Regions from separate parts of the Mus musculus genome. Here regions 1, 2, 3, 5 and 6 are each linked to region 4. A link is a contact called in public HiCAR-type, HiChIP or PLAC-seq and promoter capture Hi-C data. All regions are on one chromosome and are shown on one strand. The core of a region is the stretch at or near the end of the contact, and the rest is flanking DNA. Distances in the headings are between cores, read along the strand shown.

What was found. Promoter capture Hi-C pulls out the DNA fragments that hold promoters and counts their contacts. HiCAR-type assays count read pairs that join an accessible place to other places. HiChIP or PLAC-seq counts read pairs in DNA pulled down with a chosen protein or histone mark.
Region 1: a promoter capture Hi-C map of pre-B cells shows a contact between it and region 4, with 4 times the contacts expected there. The contact joins the promoter of Fyco1 here to the promoter of Snrk in region 4. A contact is called at or near these places in 2 of 39 promoter capture datasets (embryonic stem cells and pre-B cells).
Region 2: a promoter capture Hi-C map of pre-B cells shows a contact between it and region 4, with 2.5 times the contacts expected there. The contact joins the promoter of Rpl14 here to the promoter of Snrk in region 4. A contact is called at or near these places in 2 of 39 promoter capture datasets (liver and pre-B cells) and 1 of 115 datasets of contacts at active chromatin or transcription factors (pancreatic cancer cells).
Region 3: a HiCAR-type map of astrocytes shows a contact between it and region 4, with 5 times the contacts expected there. The contact joins the promoter of Sacm1l here to the promoter of Snrk in region 4. A contact is called at or near these places in 1 of 39 promoter capture datasets (pre-B cells), 2 of 484 Hi-C or Micro-C datasets (CD4 T cells and erythroblasts) and 1 of 115 datasets of contacts at active chromatin or transcription factors (astrocytes).
Region 5: a contact with region 4 is called in an H3K4me3 HiChIP or PLAC-seq map of pro-B cells, with 6 times the contacts expected there. The contact joins the promoter of Ctnnb1 here to the promoter of Snrk in region 4. A contact is called at or near these places in 1 of 39 promoter capture datasets (pre-B cells), 1 of 484 Hi-C or Micro-C datasets (erythroblasts), 1 of 115 datasets of contacts at active chromatin or transcription factors (pro-B cells) and 1 of 9 other capture datasets (adipose tissue).
Region 6: a contact with region 4 is called in a promoter capture Hi-C map of hippocampal neurons, with 5 times the contacts expected there. The contact joins the promoter of Lars2 here to the promoter of Snrk in region 4.

What each region holds. Positions count from the first base shown.
Region 1 is chr9:123,850,553-123,853,432 of GRCm38.p6, reverse strand. It overlaps Fyco1 (FYVE and coiled-coil domain containing 1), which reads left to right and starts at 1,534. Exons shown (of 18, transcript NM_001110253.2): 1 at 1,534-1,652. It overlaps Xcr1 (chemokine (C motif) receptor 1), which reads left to right. Exons shown (of 2, transcript NM_011798.4): 2 at 1-1,118. Gm51700 (a long non-coding RNA gene) reads right to left here. Exons shown (of 2, transcript XR_003948283.1): 1 at 2,432-2,880; 2 at 1,470-2,202.
Region 2 is chr9:120,570,131-120,572,830 of GRCm38.p6, reverse strand. It overlaps Rpl14 (ribosomal protein L14), which reads right to left and starts at 1,314. Exons shown (of 6, transcript NM_025974.2): 1 at 1,290-1,314; 2 at 634-735; 3 at 1-63. The coding sequence starts at 1,292.
Region 3 is chr9:123,528,446-123,531,336 of GRCm38.p6, reverse strand. It overlaps Sacm1l (SAC1 suppressor of actin mutations 1-like (yeast)), which reads right to left and starts at 1,584. Exons shown (of 20, transcript NM_030692.5): 1 at 1,416-1,584. The coding sequence starts at 1,447. It overlaps n-TRacg2 (a tRNA gene), which reads left to right and starts at 1,840; the gene lies at 1,840-1,912.
Region 4 is chr9:122,115,852-122,118,824 of GRCm38.p6, reverse strand. Snrk (SNF related kinase) reads right to left here and starts at 1,559. Exons shown (of 8, transcript NM_001357775.1): 1 at 1,418-1,559.
Region 5 is chr9:120,932,007-120,934,888 of GRCm38.p6, reverse strand. Ctnnb1 (catenin (cadherin associated protein), beta 1) reads right to left here and starts at 1,489. Exons shown (of 15, transcript NM_007614.3): 1 at 1,251-1,489.
Region 6 is chr9:123,365,592-123,368,291 of GRCm38.p6, reverse strand. It overlaps Lars2 (leucyl-tRNA synthetase, mitochondrial), which reads right to left and starts at 1,365. Exons shown (of 21, transcript NM_153168.3): 1 at 1,185-1,365.

The DNA.
Region 1 (2,880 bases), core at 285-2,784, 1.7 Mb before region 4:
AGGCGACAGAGTCACGTGACAACTCCTGGTAAATAAAGCTCCAGAGATCAGTATCAGTGTGCAGATCTGCATTTATTGCCAAGCACATAAGCTTATATACAGTATTTGAGCCAATCCCAAGCCCCTAAATCCTTGGCCAAGCATAACTTACTACATCTCACCATATCCCAATAAAAGCTGTGACTGATGAGGTAACTCAGAGAGAAGGGGTGTGGCGAGCATTGTCACCTGTAGGGACTTTTGTGAAGACTCAGAAGCAGCCACTGTCTTGACCTTAGTTCCTTTTTGCTGTCTCACTGGTGTCCCGGGAGCCATCTTAGATCTGACACCATGTACAGCAGATCAGGACTCTGTGGCACAGTGCTCTCCACCCCACATATTCCTTCACAAGGTTGTCTTCCACATGCCTCACACTCTCAATCTTAACATCCCAAAGCTGTTCAGGCTGTAGTCAGAGCAAGTTTTTCTTAGTTCACTCTATTGATAAATCTTTATTTCTGATGTCATTTCCTCCCACTTCTTCCCTTTTTTTTGTTTTCCTTTGTTAACAGAAAGGGGAATCATTTCTCTTCGTGAGGTTTTTTTTATCCTCATCCACAAACTGACAACTCCATCAAGTTAATATGTTGTCTCATATACCTCCAGTATAAAATATGAAATTAACTTAAAAGATTTCTTTTCCTTCCTGTATGAATTTATCCTGAGAACCTGGAATGCTGAAGTCTGGCAGATGCCACTATTAGCTAAGTCCTGTAAGGTACACAAGCATTTCTAGCTAACATGATGAAAATAAGGCAGTGTGAGGAGCCAGCCAGAGCTAAGAAGCGAACCTAATCATGGGCTGACATTCCTATGTACTGTCCCCTGTCTTTAGCATGTTCATCCATACTGGACTTGGAATGCAGTGTTCTATTGCACCAGGCTTCAGGGTGCTTTGCAACTCAGCAACAAGCAAACACGGGACTGAGGAAGCTAAGCATGGTAGTTCTTTAGCACATATTTTCAAACACTGTTTTTTAAGTGTCTGTTAATGAGGGGGAAACAAAAACTGAGAACTTAGGTCCAGCAGTACATACTAAGTTCATTTTTTTTTAGCTTCATAAATAAAACGTAATAGTACAAAAATACTAATGAGATTATTCTCAGATTGTTTGGGGGGTTTCGGAATCGGGCACATTATTTTATATTTACAGCTCATGCACAGTTCAAAGCCAATCGGTCACAATGCATGAGCTTAACAACAGTAAACAGCACTCGTTCAGGATTCTACACACGACTTCCGGGTATCCGAAGCTTGTTCGAGTTTCAGGAAGTGACGTCTGCCGTGAGACATGCCGGGAGTCGTAGTTAGCGTCCACCGTCCAGTTGCACCCGATGGGAGTTGTAGGCCATCCGTGAAGCATGCCGGGAGTTGTAGGCCATCCGTGAAGCATGCCGGGAGTTGTAGGCCATCCGTGAAGCATGCCGGGAGTTGTAGGCCATCCGTGAAGCATGCCGGGAGTTGTAGGCCATCCGTGAGGCATGCCGGGAGTTGTAGTCCGCGCGCGCTCTGGGGCTACTGGGCGCTTCATGGCAGTCGGCTCTGTGCTCGCCTACTCTTCCGCTCGGCCCTAGAAAGTTTCGTTTCTGCCCAGCGGAGGACCCACGAGCGTGTAAGTGCCGCAGGCGCCCGGACAGGCATCGGGGACACTGGGGCCTTTCTGGACGTCGGCGCGGAAGCTTCGTGGGGGCGTGGGTCGTCCCCTCCCACACAGGGCGCCTCGGGAGAACCCTCTCTCCAGAGAGGTTAGCTCCAATACGCAGGCTGTCTGCGGGGTCGTAGAAAGACCCTCAACACTGTTCCAAGATCGGAGCCGGCAGAAGGGGGCCGCCCTGTGAGGCGGAGCTTCGGCAGCTCTCCCCGAACCCCTGGCACAGCAGCCAAACCCCGAAGTTCTCGCGGGCACTGGGACTTGATCCCCAGAAAGCCAAACCCTCCTCTCTGCAGGACTCCTGACGCCCCTTCGGTCCAGGAGACACAGTTTGTTCCTTTTGTATCTTCGCTGACCTGACCCGCTGCCCTTATGCTCAGATAGTTCAAGGGGGCTCTGCGGTCAAGTTTCTGGAAACACCTGTAGGACGACTGAATGTATCTGGTGTGGTAGCTTGTCCTGTTGGCACCCAGGCTTGGGCTGCGGATGGGGGGCAGGGCGGAGCGACATCCTATTTGCATAAAAGAAGAGAACATGTAGTTGACACTTAAGCCAAGTCAAGTAGCTTCCTATTAATGCTATGATTCTCTGTGTCACTCTGCAAAGTTCCCACGGCTGGGCTGTCTCCTGCAGAAAAAACAGCACTTGTTTCTTTCTGTCCCTATGATTGTTTGACTTAACACAGGTGGTTTCCTTTCCAGACAGAAATGGGGCAGAGGCTCAGGACTTAATCTACTTACAGCCTCTCTCAGCAATGGTGGTCTGAAGCAGGTTAATTCCTCTGCCATCTGCTTGCTGCTGTTGCTGGGTTGGGGGAAGGGAGCTGTGGGTTTCTACTTTTAGTTTTGCAACCTCCTGGCTGCCCCGACACTCTCGGTCTATGACAACCAGTTCTGCTGTGTTGAAATGCAGAATACTGATTATGGGCCAGGATTGTTATCCTGGAAATCAGCCCAGGGCTGACTGTCAGCCTCCTTTACCTAAAAGGATCTGAAAAAAACAAAAACAAAAACAAAAAAAACTATAGCTTTAGGAGACAGAATTTATCTGTTTGTTTAATGTTCATATTTGTGTATCACTTCTTGAAAATTGTTTATTTTATTAAGAAAATAGATAACGTATACAGAGTCCTGCAGTACCGTGTGTGTGTGTGTGTGTGTGTGTGTGTGTGTGTGTTCTTAATATTTTA
Region 2 (2,700 bases), core at 65-2,564, 1.5 Mb after region 4:
CTGCATGCATTTGAAGGGCATGGCCTGCCTCCTCACCCGAGTACAGGGTCCATCCACTAAAGCCTAGGATACAAAATCAAGGACCTCAGACAGGCATCTAAAGTTCAAGATGGCTGTAACCTCTACGTAATTTCTAGCCCTTTCTGGACGAAATGTACATTACCATTCAAATGAAGAAAATGCACGTTTGTGAACCCAGTATCCTAAAAGCCTCCACTGTGGTATTTTCAGACAAGGTCAAGCAGCCCAGGCTAGTGGCAAACTCCTGCTTCTCCTACCTTATCCTCCCAGAGCCTGAGGTAGCAGGAGCCACATCTATCTTTAGAATCCAGGGACTCTAGCAAGCACTCTACCAACAGAGCCGCACCTCCAGCTCACTGAAGTCTTCTCAGTTACCTCATTTAAACTCACCTGCATTTGCCTGCCTCGTTTACCCGGTGAATTAGTGCTGTAAGATGAGCTAACTCTACCCAGTGCTTCAAACTCCGTGGCCAGTGTTTCCTCAATGGTAAACCTGTAATCTAAAGAACTCCACCCAAGGACCACTCTAGCTACCCTGAGTAACATCTACGGTGCTGTCGATCTTACGGCCACGTTAAATAAAGATTGTAAAATACTCCGTCCCACACGTACCCTGTTCTGATCAATGACATCTACAATTGCGACCAGCTTTCCAGCATGGGGCCCGAAGGAAATGTAGGCCACCCGGCCAACCTCCACGTAACGCCTGAACACCTAAAACAGGAAAAGAAACAAGGGTTGGCTTTAAATATTCCAAGTCCGCTGCTTACCGGCAACACAGGGCTCGGGGCCGCCCTGGGAGACGAGTTTGAACTTAGTAGCCAGCATTTTTTAACTTCAAGTATCCCGTGGCCACTTTCCCAGCACACGAGCTCCCTGGATCCGCTCTTACCCATGTTTGATACTCCTTTAGTTCTCATACAATTAATTCATCGTTCAATCCACTGAACCACTCCCCGGTTCGCTTTTTCCGGAGAAAAAGAACTGAAGGGAGCTCATGAGGAGCCAGGCCGCCGGGCAGGTCCGAGGCCGCAGCAGCGCCGCCATCCCCGGACCTCAGGCCCAGCCACTCCCGCCACTGCGCACGCGTGGCCCCGGTAGTGCGGTCCACGCGAGCCGCGCTCCCTGCGGGCTGGGTTCCACGCCCCGCTGCCTCCCCACGCGCTGGCCGGGTCGCGCAGAGCCACTCCACGCCGGGGCTCCCCCGCCCGGGGCAGAAGACGGGCGTCGCGACGGCCGCACTCGGAGCTCTCGGCACACACACTCACCATGTTGGCGGCGCTCAGCGAGAAGAGAGAGGGCCCGCCCTGCCGTGCGCATGTGTCGGCAGAAGCCCCGCCCCCGACGTCCAGCGTGCCCACCGATTGGTCGACGGGGAAACGTGCGTGCTTTTACGCATGCTCACTGGGTTATGACATGGCGGTTCCGGCTCTCTATGGACTGCTTCTCCTCAGACACGTGCAGTGAGCTTGGCGTTGTAATTTCTCCTTTCTATTTTGTTTGGGTTTGGGATTTTGGGGACAAGGCCTTTTAGTGTAGGCCTTCCACACTGTATAATCCAAGCAGGCTCGCTCGCAGCAATGCTCCTGCCTCAGTCTCCCAAATGTTGGCATGACAGGGCGGTCACTCCTGAGAACTTTAGGGATAGGAAGGACTCATAGGATGAACTGTCTGTCCCCAGCCCACTTCCCTTTTCTTCTGTATACACAGGATATAATTAAGACACAGCCGAGGGTGCTGGCGCTCGCCCTTAATCCCAGCCCTCGGGAGGCAGAGGCGGAAGCAAATCTGGATTTAAGGCCGCTTCCCCTACCAAGGAGACATACTGAGACATTGTCTTAAAAGTCCAAAGACACAGGGCTGGAGAGATGACTCAGCTGTTAAGAGCACTGACTGCGCTTCCAGAGGTCCTGAGTTCAAATCCCAACAATCATATGGTGGCTCACAACCATCTGTAGTGAGATCTGACGCCCTCTTCTGGGGTGTCTGAAGACAGCTACAGTGTACTTACATATAATAAATAGGCCGGGGGGTGGGGGGAGGCGGGCGGGGGAAAGGGAATATATTTCACAGATATGCCTCTTATGGAGGCATTCCTCCAAGTGGGGCTCCCTCCTCCCAGAGGACCCTAGCTGTGTCAAGTAAACAAGAGCAAAGGAGCACACTGGGTGCCTTCCTCAGTCACTCTTCTTCCGGTCTTTATGAGACAGCCTCTCACTGAACCCAGAGTTTGCCAGTTCAGATAGGCATGCTGGTCACTGAGCCCCAGGGGCACACTTGTCTCTACCTCCCCAGGATGACCACTGCAGGCCATCGATCCTAACTCTTCCTAACTCTTCATGTGTGTGATGGGGATCCAAATTCAGGCCTTTACAACATTAAGCACTTTACATACTCTTTTATGTGTGTGGAGGAATAGTCCCCTTGGAGGCCATTAAAGCTAGAGCTATGAATGAGCTGGAAACAGAACTCAAGAAAGCATTCAACTGCTAGTCATCTCTGTGGCTCTGAACGAACCCCATTTCAGACATTTTATTTTATTTTATTTTATTTTATTTTATTTTATTTTATGTGTATGGGTGTTTGTGAGCACCAAGCGCAAACAAACTTAGTACCTGCAGAGGCCAGGAGAGGGCATCACATCCTCTGGAACAGGAGTTAACAGAAGATTATGAGCTG
Region 3 (2,891 bases), core at 335-2,834, 1.4 Mb before region 4:
GAACTGGAGAGGATGGTAAGGATGAAGTATGAACACTCTTATTTTTTAATTTTATATATAAAAGAATTATTCACAGAGGTTGAATAACCTGCCCAGGAATCAAGGAGGATGGCTGCCTGTATTGAGGTCTGGCCTGGTGAAACTCAGTGCCTGGGCAGCTCAAAAATAATCTTCCTAATTCTCAAGTTATCCATCTCAATTATTCTTCGATGCAGGAAAACTCAACAATATCCTGTAACCGAAAGCCGAGCTACTTCAAGGCAAGACTCCAAATTGCTTAAACACATCTGAGACCTAGTGTAAGATCATGTTCAGCCCTTCAACAACTATCAGGTGGACAATAACCTAATTTGCCAGTAAAGGACATGTGACTCGGGCCGGACATAGACCAGTAAGTACACTTTGCTTCAACTGTCACCAATAAGGTGATTATTCACTTTACAAAGGAAAACTAATTAAAAGAAATGTGGAAGGAAGGGTGGCGCTGGGCTTTTCAAAGAGAACTGTATGTAGCAAGCAGAAGAGGCATAAAGGGTGAACACAGCAAAACATGAAAAGTGTTGGGCAGATGGCCTCCCTCCAAATTCTGGACTCATAACTTTACACCTTCAGTTATTCATTGGGCGTACCCAAACTACATTTGTTTCCTGCAAACGAACTGGGATGTCTATGTCTAATTAACAGGATAATTTAACTTGGCTTTTCGAAAGTTATATTTGCTTCTGCTACTAAAGGCATTCCCAGACCGTGGTAAATTATTAAAGCGGTTAGGGCGAAGTTATTCACAAACAAGGAGTGTAGGTGCTGAGGGTAACACAAGAGAAATTATCCCCCATCTCCTCTAACCCAGGACGAGCCAAAGAGCTTATAAATGTCTATTTTTTTTTTTTTTTGCACCTCTAAACATCCAGTGGCTGGGCCTCAAAACCTCAAGTCCTGGCTTTGCCAAAACTCAACATTGCTACGCCAAAATAGAGGCGAGCCTACTGTAGCTGTCGACGCAGTCTGTTGGAATAAGCACAGTAAATTCGACCGGCCCTTAGGACATCTGACTAAATTATTGCTGCGCCCTAAGAAGGACCCGTCATTGAGACTCCCAGGCCCAGAAAGCCTGAAACCAAGAGAAAGGTTAGCTCTGCCGGCGGACGTCAGAGCACGCCCGGTGAAAAAGGCCTCTCCCGGAGGCCACCCAGGGAAAGCTGGCTGCAGCCTCCGGTGCTGCGGGCTGCGGCTCGGCTCACCGCGCCAGGTCCAGCGGCGGGCGAGGCTGCGGGACACTGGCCTACGCTGCAGCCAGGCTGGACGGGGAAAGCCCAGCCCGCGAGCTCGGCCGGTGCGGGCCGCACACTCCCGGGCCTCGGCGCCCGCTCGCCCCTCCGCCCTTCCTGTCAGCGGCCGCAGCCCGCGGGACTCACAGCTTCAGATGCTCGTAGGCTGCGGCCGCCATCGTGCAGCTTCCTCCTCTTCGCTCCACCCGCAGTGTAGCCCGCTGCCACCCCGGCTCCGCGGCGACCGCTCCCCAGGCGCGGTGGTCAAGGAGCCTCGGCCTGGCCCCACCCCCTCCCGGGTCCGCCTCTCGGGCGAGCACGGGAGCCGGCGGCGGACAAACCAGTGAGCTGCGAGGCACGCCTCCGATGCGCGGATTGGAGCGGACCAAAGAACGCCGTGACGTCGCCTCTGGGGATTGGTGTAACGCGTTGCAGAGAAAGGCGGAGTCCCGGTAGCTTTGCACTGAGTCGCGACATTCAACAAACCGACCAGACTGAGGTTAGAAGCAGGAAGCATAGTGAAGCTGTGTAATTGGAGATCACTTATCGTGGAGGAGGCCTCCTCAGCACCGGGCCAGTGGCGCAATGGATAACGCGTCTGACTACGGATCAGAAGATTCTAGGTTCGACTCCTGGCTGGCTCGACGTGTGCGATCTTTTTCCTGAACCTTGGAAGGCCTGCTTGAAAAGGATCATAGCTAGATTGTCAAGGTCAAATGTCTTACGTTTTAATGTTGCTTTGCGAAAAAATAATACCTTCTTGGCTGTATTTGAAACCCGGAGTTACCTAAAACGGTTTGCAAGTTTCCTAGCTCCCCTGTTCTTAAAATTGCGCAGGAGTCTGGAAATGTACTCTTACGAAAACACTCTTGAGAGTGGAGGTTTGCAATCAGGGACAGGGACATGCGTGGCCAATGTCTTCCCACCCGATGACGGAAAAATCTCACCGAAAGCTCCTAGCTGGTAGAACACAGACGGCACTGACATGAGAAGGGCGTAGCTTCTGCTCTTCATGATTGGTACAGCGGCCTTGGCTAGCTCCGCTTGCAAAGCCGACCTAGCCTCCACTGCACAAGGAAACCTTAAAAATTCGGGGATTTCGCAGTAAGAGGCCCAGAAAAACGAGTACATGAACATTTTACGTAAGACCTGAGATAGCCAGAAACAGATGTGACGAAGGTGGATCGGGAGCAGGGCTCAGCCTATTCATTAACCAGTCACTCCATGATTAAGTTGTCCTAGAAAACATACCCCACTCCCCAGGAGTTTATTAAAACTGTATCAGATAAAGGAAATTATTGGGGCAGAATTAGACCAAGGACCAAGGGGTGTGGCTCACTCCTGCAGTCCATACTGCTGGATATAGACCAGGCCAAATGGCTGCCTTTGCTTTCCAGAGTACTGGAATTTAAGGTACAAGATACCATACCAGGCTTCTACACTTCTGAGGATTTAGTTTGCTTTTAATGAAGTTATAGTGGGTTGTTTCTCGAGACCGGGTTTCCCTGTGTAGTTTTGACTGTCCTGGAACTTGCTCTGTAACCAGGCTGGCCTCCAACTCAGAGATCCCTGCCTCTGCCTCCTGAATACTGGTGTAAAAGCACGCACCACTACTGCCCAGCT
Region 4 (2,973 bases), core at 310-2,809:
GCTGTGCAAAAATTTAAAAGTCAAAAAGTGGCACTTAAGAGTTTCTGATCAGAAAGCTTTGAGGACAGGAATATTAAGTCAGTGCTATGCCCTCGATTTTTTTTTAACCCAGCTTCATTATGTGACCTTGGGAATGTCATATAATTTCTTTCATCCCTAGGTCTGTAAAATGGGTCAATTTTACACTGACAGCCAGAAAAATTGCTATGTATTTGATGTTCTCTGAAAGAAACTTGTCTAATTAGTATGTTTAATTAACACACATACAGAATTGTCTTCAAGAACCCAATTCCAAGAGAAATATTTAACCAGACGCTGAAGACAGATTTCTCTGAAGGGAATGGTTTTATAAATCTGGAAAACACTGTAACAAGATTAGAAATTAACAAGTTGATTACATAATCCTTGACAACCTGGGCTTCAGACTGCACCGATACGAACTGTGATAAGTTAGGGATCAATTTGGGACAGTGTCCCAATCCCTACAAAGAATCCAAACTGAGCCTTTTGACCCTGGACAGGAATCTGTTGGAAACTCAGCAGAAAGAGCTGTACACCTGTAGGTCCATCGCTTACTTCACCTTAAACCTGACAAAACACTTCAAGCATCCAGGTGGTTTCACCAAGGCTCCTAAGACTTGGAGAATACGCTCATTTAAACGGAAGGGAAAGTAAGAAACCTGACAGCCCAGAGGCCCTACAGCCTCTGACTTCTACAGTCTTAGGAACCCCGGAGAGAAATTCCCCAATGCATACACGACCCGAACTCACAGCGAAGCTCCTAGGTTGTAGCTGACCCCACTGTTTAAGAACATCACAGCTGGAGGAAGCCTAAGCTTAAAGGGCTGCCACTCTCCTGGCTCCCGAGTCCAAGCAAAAGGCAACAAGGTGTTTGTTTTTATTGCAAATGGTTCGGAAAGAAATCAACAGGCGATGTCTACGGAAAAGAACAGCGTCTCCTAACGCGAAAAAATCCGAGCAGTCCCCGGGGAGCCGCACCGCTGCCCCTTCCGCAGCCGAGCGCCCTTCTCCGTAGACAACCGCGTCCCCGAGCTATCGTGAGGCGGCGGCCGCCCGGCTCTGCAGCGGGACTCGCGGCCCACGGGGAAACTGAGGCCCGTGGATCTCGCGTCGCCCGGGGCCCGCTGCGGGCGCGGCGCGGGGCCGCGTCGACTCCCGCGCTGCCGCAATCCCGCGGCGGCCGCAAGGGCAGGGCCGGGCCGGGCTGCGCGAAGCCCGCAGGCCGGGCGAGCTCGGGGCCGGGGTGGTGCCGCGGGCCGCGTCCTCTGCGCAGGGCACCCCGGGCCGAGCGCGCAACTTACTTTCCGCCTGCGGCGGCGCCAGCCCAGCCCCGCTAAGGCGGCCGCTGAGGAGAAGCGCAGACCCGGCCCACGCTCCCGCGCCGCGCTCGCCCTACCTCAGCCGGCAGGCGGGCATCCGTCCGCAGCGGCCGCGGCGTCGACAACTCCCTCCCGGCCGCCGGAACCCCGCACCCAGGGCTAATCATAATACCGAGCGGGCGGCCGGGGGTGCGGCCGCGCTGCGCAGGCGCGGGCCTTGCGTCATCGTGACGAAAGCGATGGGGTGGGGTCTTGTGTGAGGGCGGGGCCTTGGGTCGGGCGGGGCGGGGTTAACCCGGCGCACCTGCAGGCCAGCTCAGGGTCTACTGGAGGGCGTCCTGGCCCTGGCCTGAGCACATCCTACTCTGGAAAGAATAGAGATTATGCAGAAGGAAGCGCCAGGACGATGGACAGCGGCAGCAGGCATAGCAGCTAGAGCTATAGCTTTCAGGGGATATTGGAAGAGATCTTGGGGCTGAGGGCAAGGAGCACATGCGCTTTATCCATCAATGTTCACCCTATCTCCCATCTAGCTTGAAGCAATGAGAGACAACAAAATTAATATACATATGCACGTGCATATATATATATATATATATATATATATATATATATGTGTGTGTGTGTGTGTGTGTGTGTGTGTGTGTATCATATATACACAAGCATGCATACACATATGCACATATATATATATATACATACACATTTCTTTACTTTTTCTTCTCTCTGGGAATACATTTGAAGAATTCTGTTGCTTTTGTTACCACTAAAGCAGAAAGAAGCAAAGCCCAACACCTGAATGCAGGCTTGCCTCTAGAGTCAAAAGTCACTGGCCAGGCCAGGCAGCCTCTGAGAAACAACGTGGAGAAGTACACAGCAGGCACTAACTTGGCTGTTCATGGTTCTGTTCCAAGATGACTCAGAAAGGGATGTTAGTGGTGGCAGGACAAGAGGGAGGGAACTCCCAGCTCTATCTCCTGGAAGGATAATGAGCCATGGAGACTAGTCCTCTGGGGCTCCTGAAAAGAAGCCAGGTGCCAGGTTTCTCTCCCCTACTTTTCCTTCTGTGTTCCTGCATCCACAGAAGAAGAAAAAACACACACACACAAGCAGAATGAGCTTCTTACATGTCCAAGCCTGACTCAACTGACTGGACAAAAAAATCTAAATGGCTTTTGCCATCTCTGTTGGTCAGAAAATGGCAAGTCTTCTTCCTTCCTCCCTTCATTTATTTATTTGTTTATTTATTTATTTATTTATTTATACTACAACATCCACTTCGCATGCCTGAAGATGGCTGGGAAGCAGAATGACTGGGAAGGTGGTCTCGATCTTCTGCTGAAATGTGTGCTTAGACCTTCAATTATCCTAATGCTTTAGCCCTGGGTGGCAAAGTGCACATAGGAAAACCCCAGCATTGGCCTCTGCTCACGCAGGCCCCACCTGACTTAGGATCATGAAAGGACAGTGTCATTTGACGTGGAAATGTTTTCTTTTTCTTTCTTCATGTCTCTCTTTCTTATTTTTTTACATGTGTGTGTGTGTGTGTGTGTGTGTGTGTGTGTGTATGTTCAACATCCATGTAGAAGTCAACCTGTAGAAGAGAAAGCTCTGTCTCTTTGTCTGACACCAC
Region 5 (2,882 bases), core at 240-2,739, 1.2 Mb after region 4:
TGAACTAAATGTAACTGCGGGCCTTAACTCAAAGTTTGAGCCGGACATACAAAACCGAAATACAAAGGCCACAAGCTTAAGCAACATTAAATTAGAACCAAGAAAGCAAGCTCTTTCCCGGGACGAGGAGAGACTGCACTGAGACATCTGCAAACCTCAAGTAAATAGCGAAATGGCTTCCTAAATCCCAGACAAAACGCTTCACAACTTGGCCATGTGAAAAACATGAGGCAGACTTTATCAAAGGCAAAGCTGCCGTCTCCTCAGCTTGCTGTCTGGTCTAAGCCACCATTATTCATGGCACAAAGCTCTCGTTTCACTAAAACCACTCCTCGATTTCCTCTCGCCGACCTCCGCATACCAGCAGCCCAGCCGCTCTCCATTCAGAGCTCAGGCCCCGGGAGGGGGGCTGCGGGGGGCGCGGGGGAGGGGAGCCCACAGATGTCTGGAGACCCGAGCCCGAGACAAAGCTGCCCCGCAGCCAGCGGGCTCACCGGAGCGGGCCTGGGGTACCGAACTTGGGAGCGTCGGTTCCAAGTCTGGTCCCCCAAACAACACTCAGAACAAGTCGCCAGGCTCCCACGCCCTGGCGGTCCGCGCTCCGGCCACTCCGTCTCGCTCAGAAAGCAAACGCGCTGGGGAGAAACACTTGGAGCGGACCCCACACTTACTGGCTAAGGGCAAGTCCCCCTCCCCCAAGCCCAGGTTTCGGATCCCGCGCACCTCCCCCCCCCCCCGCCTCCAACACCAGGAGTGGCCGGTGACTCGTCCACGGTCCCAAATTCCCGCCAGGACCTCGGCCCCGCAGCCACCAACCCCACGCGAGTCCAAGAAGCCACCCTCCGAGAACACGCTCCTGACGCATCCCGCCCGCTGCATCCAAGTTTGGCGACTCCACGGCTTAAAGTTGTTTGGATTCAAACTCACAGTCAGGTCGTTGCAGGGAGAAAAAAAAATTTGTCTGTGCGTGCTCCACGAGGGACAGAGGGGACGAGCGCCAGGTCTCGCGTCCCCCCGGCTCCGCGGGCCACGGAGGCGAGGCCCCCGCCCACCCCGCCCCCGCGGCGGCCCCAGCCCGGACGCGAACCGCGGTCCCCACCCCCCACGGCGGCCAGCCGTCCATCCGGGCTCCCGGCGCGCGCCCGCCCGGCCCCGGCCCCAGCCCGCGCGTCCCCGCGGCCTCCCGCCGCCACCCGGCCCGCGAAGTTTCCCGCTGGCGCGGCGCGAGCCGGCCCGCCGCGGCGCCGCACCTCAGGCCCGCGCGCTGCTCACTCGCGGCCGCCCGCTCGGCCTCGGCCTCCTGCACTGACGGCTCGGCGCCCACCGTGCTCCGTCTCCGCCTCCCCGGGCCGCGGGCTTCACAGGACACGAGCTGACGCGGCCGCCACCGAGCGAGGGCTTAAGATGGCGCCGCACAAGGAGCGATTTATAAGCGGCGCGGCACCGTGTATCCTGCCGCTGCCGCTCCGCGCGGAGCGTTCCGCCGCGCGAGGACGAGGGGCGGGGCGCGGGCGGGCCGGGGAAAGTAGTCCCCGCCAGTCCGAGTCGCTCTGCGCGTGCGCCGCCGGGAGGGGCCGAGCCGGGGCGGGGCGTCCAGACGCCGCTCCATTGGAAACTAAAGGAATCGAGAGCGGGCCGCCGCCGCGGGCCGGGTGGAGTGCGGCCTCGGACGGCGCAGGTTCGAGGCTGCCATCACCGGTGCACCGGCCGCCACACCCCTGAACCACCATTGGACCCCACCACACTTTACCGCTCCCAGGAGTGTCCCGCTTCCCTTCCCGCTGTGCCTCTGGAATCCGGACAGGGAACCTGGGGCCCAGCCACCTTTCCTCCCCACCCCAGGAGGCCTTGGAGTCCCCAAGAGTGTCTGCGAACATCTATTAACAAGTGATTCAGCTCCACCACTGCGTTCACCAGCGTGATTCCTAGAAACCCCATCTTACCCAGACTCACTGGGTCAGTAGAACCAGGCGTGGGGACCAAGGACAGCGATTTTTCTGTATTGTTTGAGAAACTCGAGTGTGTTGCTGAGAGGACCTGTGGGTAACCTCTTAAATTTTCAAAACTAATTTTGTATCCTTCGAGAGCTCCCCCCCCCCCAAATCATGACAATAGGGTGAAGTTGGATCTTCTCTTGGAAATGGCCCCATTGTTGTCCTTCACGATTGGCACTTGTCAAAACTGGAGCAGTTGGGGTGAATTGGCTGTCTCCAGCCTATTATTCTGAGCTCACGTCTCTTCCCAAACAATGGCAACAGGGAAAGTTGCCCCACTGCCTTCTTTCATCCCAGCGCTGTAATTAACGCAAGTAAACAATAGGTCCTTATGTACAGGTACTGGCAGGAAGCCCATGCATCACTGAGGCAGGGCCGGTGCTGTAGGGCCAGCTTAGTTTTTAAATGACTCAATTTTCTATCTTAAAGACATATCACCGTAACTCTGTGAACCACCACAGTCCACCATGCTGGAGCTGCTCAGTGAGGGCCTTTGTCTAGACCTTTCCCCTCTGCAGCTCTGCTCGGATTTCCGGAGAGTAAACTCTGCTGCTGGCTGGGGCTGACTTGGCCTGCCATAACTCAGAGAGATAGAGCAGGAAAAGGTATTTTACCAAAGCCCTACCAGTGGTGGTTGCAGCTACCAACCCCTAATTTTAATTGTCACATGCAGAGTTAAAGAATATTTGGTCGATTCGTTTAAAATTAGATAGCTGACTTCACCTCTGTCCGGGGTTTCCTTTCTTTTCTTTTCTTTTTCTTTTTTTTTTTGGGGGGGGGGGGGGTTCCTTTCTTTTCTTTTTCTTTTTTTTTTCTTTTTGACACTTGCTTCTTTTTCTGTGTCCCAATTTTGCTTCTTTTTTAAAGGGCACACTATTAAAACTCGTT
Region 6 (2,700 bases), core at 116-2,615, 1.2 Mb before region 4:
TGTCTTTAAACAAACAAATAAAGAAGAGGCAGGAAAGATGGCACAGCAGTTAAGAGAGCACACCGCTCTTGTACAGGATCCCCGTTTGGTCCCCAGCACTCACAGTGGGTGACTCACAATGCCTATGATTCCAGCTTCAGGAAGATCTGATGCCTCTGGCCTATATGGGCACCCACACTCACACACACACACAATTAAAAACAAGTCTTAAAACAAAAGCAGATTTGTTAAGAAAATCCAAAGACTAGATATATAAAACAGATGCTCAGCACATCAGTTCAATACCCAGCACCAAAAACAAAATAAAACAAGTAAATACTGTAAATGTGGGGGCTGGAGATATAGCTTAGTGGTAGAGTAATTCCCTGACACTGTTTGAGGCCATTGGTTCCATCCTGAGCAATGCAAAATAAAAAATAAAAATAAACCCCAAACCCTTAGGCATAGGTCCAAGATCACCCTCAGACTCTCCACTAGGGGAAGAGACTAAGAACAAATTGTCTGTGCTCATGCCTATGAATTTACAGAACTTTTAGATTTCAACCATCTTCTGTTCTTTTTTTACTTACTAGGCACAGCTCTGGGCCATTTCAAGTACCTGTCTACTGAAGTCTTAATAGGCATTGCCTCTTCCTGGCATCAAAAGCAGCCATTTTAGCAGAGGTTGGTGTGGATACAAACAAAACGAGTAAGTTAACACACACCTCACCCCAACAAACATGTCTTCTAAAAACACAAATGTCAGCAGACATGTCTTGTAAAATACTAATGTTAAACACACACACACACACACACGCTACTTCTAATTTCCTGCAGGATCTCAGGCAAGTTATTTCGTATCTGGAACTCCACCTTCTCTGTAAGCTGTGAGCCTGTTAAGATCCAGGCGACTTGTGAAGACCTGCGGGTCCTAATTAATACTGTGGGTCCCCCAAAGATGTAGTACTGATGGTCCTTTTCTGGGTCCAAACCCCCAACCCCGAAGAGAAGATCCAGGCACCCGGGGGGAGGTGAGTAGTAGAGGAGAATTCGAATACAAAGCCATGTGAAGATGTGCGTTCTCCGAGCAAGAGTCCGGAGCTGTCAACAGGGTCCATGGCTGAAAGAGCCTATAGACTAGAATCTCGGAGCTTTTCCCATTTTGTCAAACTCCAAGGTCCCGGGACTCCCGAGCCTGTCCGCACCTTCAGCTCCGGGGGCTAAGCGGGGCTTGTCTCTCGTCTTCCTGAGCCCCAGGCGGGGCTTTCTGCGCTCAGGCTCTGTCTGGCCAGCTGCTACCTTCTGCCTCGTTCCCCAAGCATTACACGAGCAAGACCCAGCCAGTCACTCTGGGCGCCGCCATGTTGGCAAAACAACAACTTTATCGAAAGGGGAGGCCGCGGACACAGACAGGAGAGGCGGAGCCAAGAGGGAAAGGCGAGATGCGGGAGAGACAGCGCTGACTCCGCCCCCAAGCTGCTCGCCCAGGGCTGACCCCGCCCAGGCCTCGCCCTCTACGCCTGCTATCGGTACAAATTCTGCTTACCGGATTGTCCCGGTCTTACAATTAGAACAGAAACGAGGGAGATGCTAAAGGATGAAGTGACAGGTGGTTAAAAGAGCTCTGGGGTGGTTCAAGGCCAGGGTTTGAATCTCAGCGTCACAGAAGCTGCTACTGGGCTGGCTTGTCTGACTTTTTGATCCATTATGGGCCTGGTGAGGATTGAAGCACTTTTCATCCATCATATCAGGTGATCTTCTAGCCCCAGGAGGAGAATTACCTAGCCCGGAGTAGAGCGGGGAACAAAATGTACTGACAGGAAAACAAGCTGTCTGACCTCCTTCCTTATGGGGTTAATGTGCCCCATCGCCCAGCACGCACTGCATGGAGCAAGAGCTTCTTGCCTTGTAATAAATCAAGGAATTGCAAAGGAACAATGGTGTAATTACACTCTATCTTTTAAAGGAAGAATCTTTTTAAGGCCACATGTGAGAAGTGTACTGAGATTTGCAAATAGTGCAAAATGGTTGCTATCCAGTAATAGCGGGGGGGTGGGGGGGGAGGGGGGAAACAATGTCTGAGTGCCATCTCTTCCTACAGGGCTAAAATCAATTGTAGCTTCACAGACAATCCATCCCGTCACTGTATGTATAATCTCCATCTTAGTTTCTGTCCTTACATGGGTCAATGCAGTCCATAAGGAGACCAGCAGGGGTGTACACTCCTACAGAATAAAACTTCATTCTGTGTGCCACCCAGGAAACATAGGAAGCTTTTGTCCATTTCCAAGACTTCAACGACGACAACAAAAACAGTCTCCTGATCATTTAAAGCTCAAAACACCAGGTTGTTCTAGACCAGCATCAAACCTCACCTGGAAACCAATTCTGTGCCACCATTGCCCTGATACAGTTCACACTAGGTTTCCACTGCACTGGCTTCCCATCCCCCACCCCCAGAAGTGCCCTCCTTCAATTTCAGCTGACTCTCCCCATACTCTTTCCCCCCACACAACCCCCTCCCATCCTCACCCACCCCCCCAATCCTCCCATAAAATCTAATCTACCTTCCCAGGTCGGTTCCTATGTCTCCCAAGACCCCTCCTCTTTACATAACCTCTCTGTTTCTAGATTGTAGCTTGATTATCATTTACTTAATGGCTAAAATCCTAAAATCCCCTTATAAGTAAATACATACCATATTTATCTTTCAGATTCTGG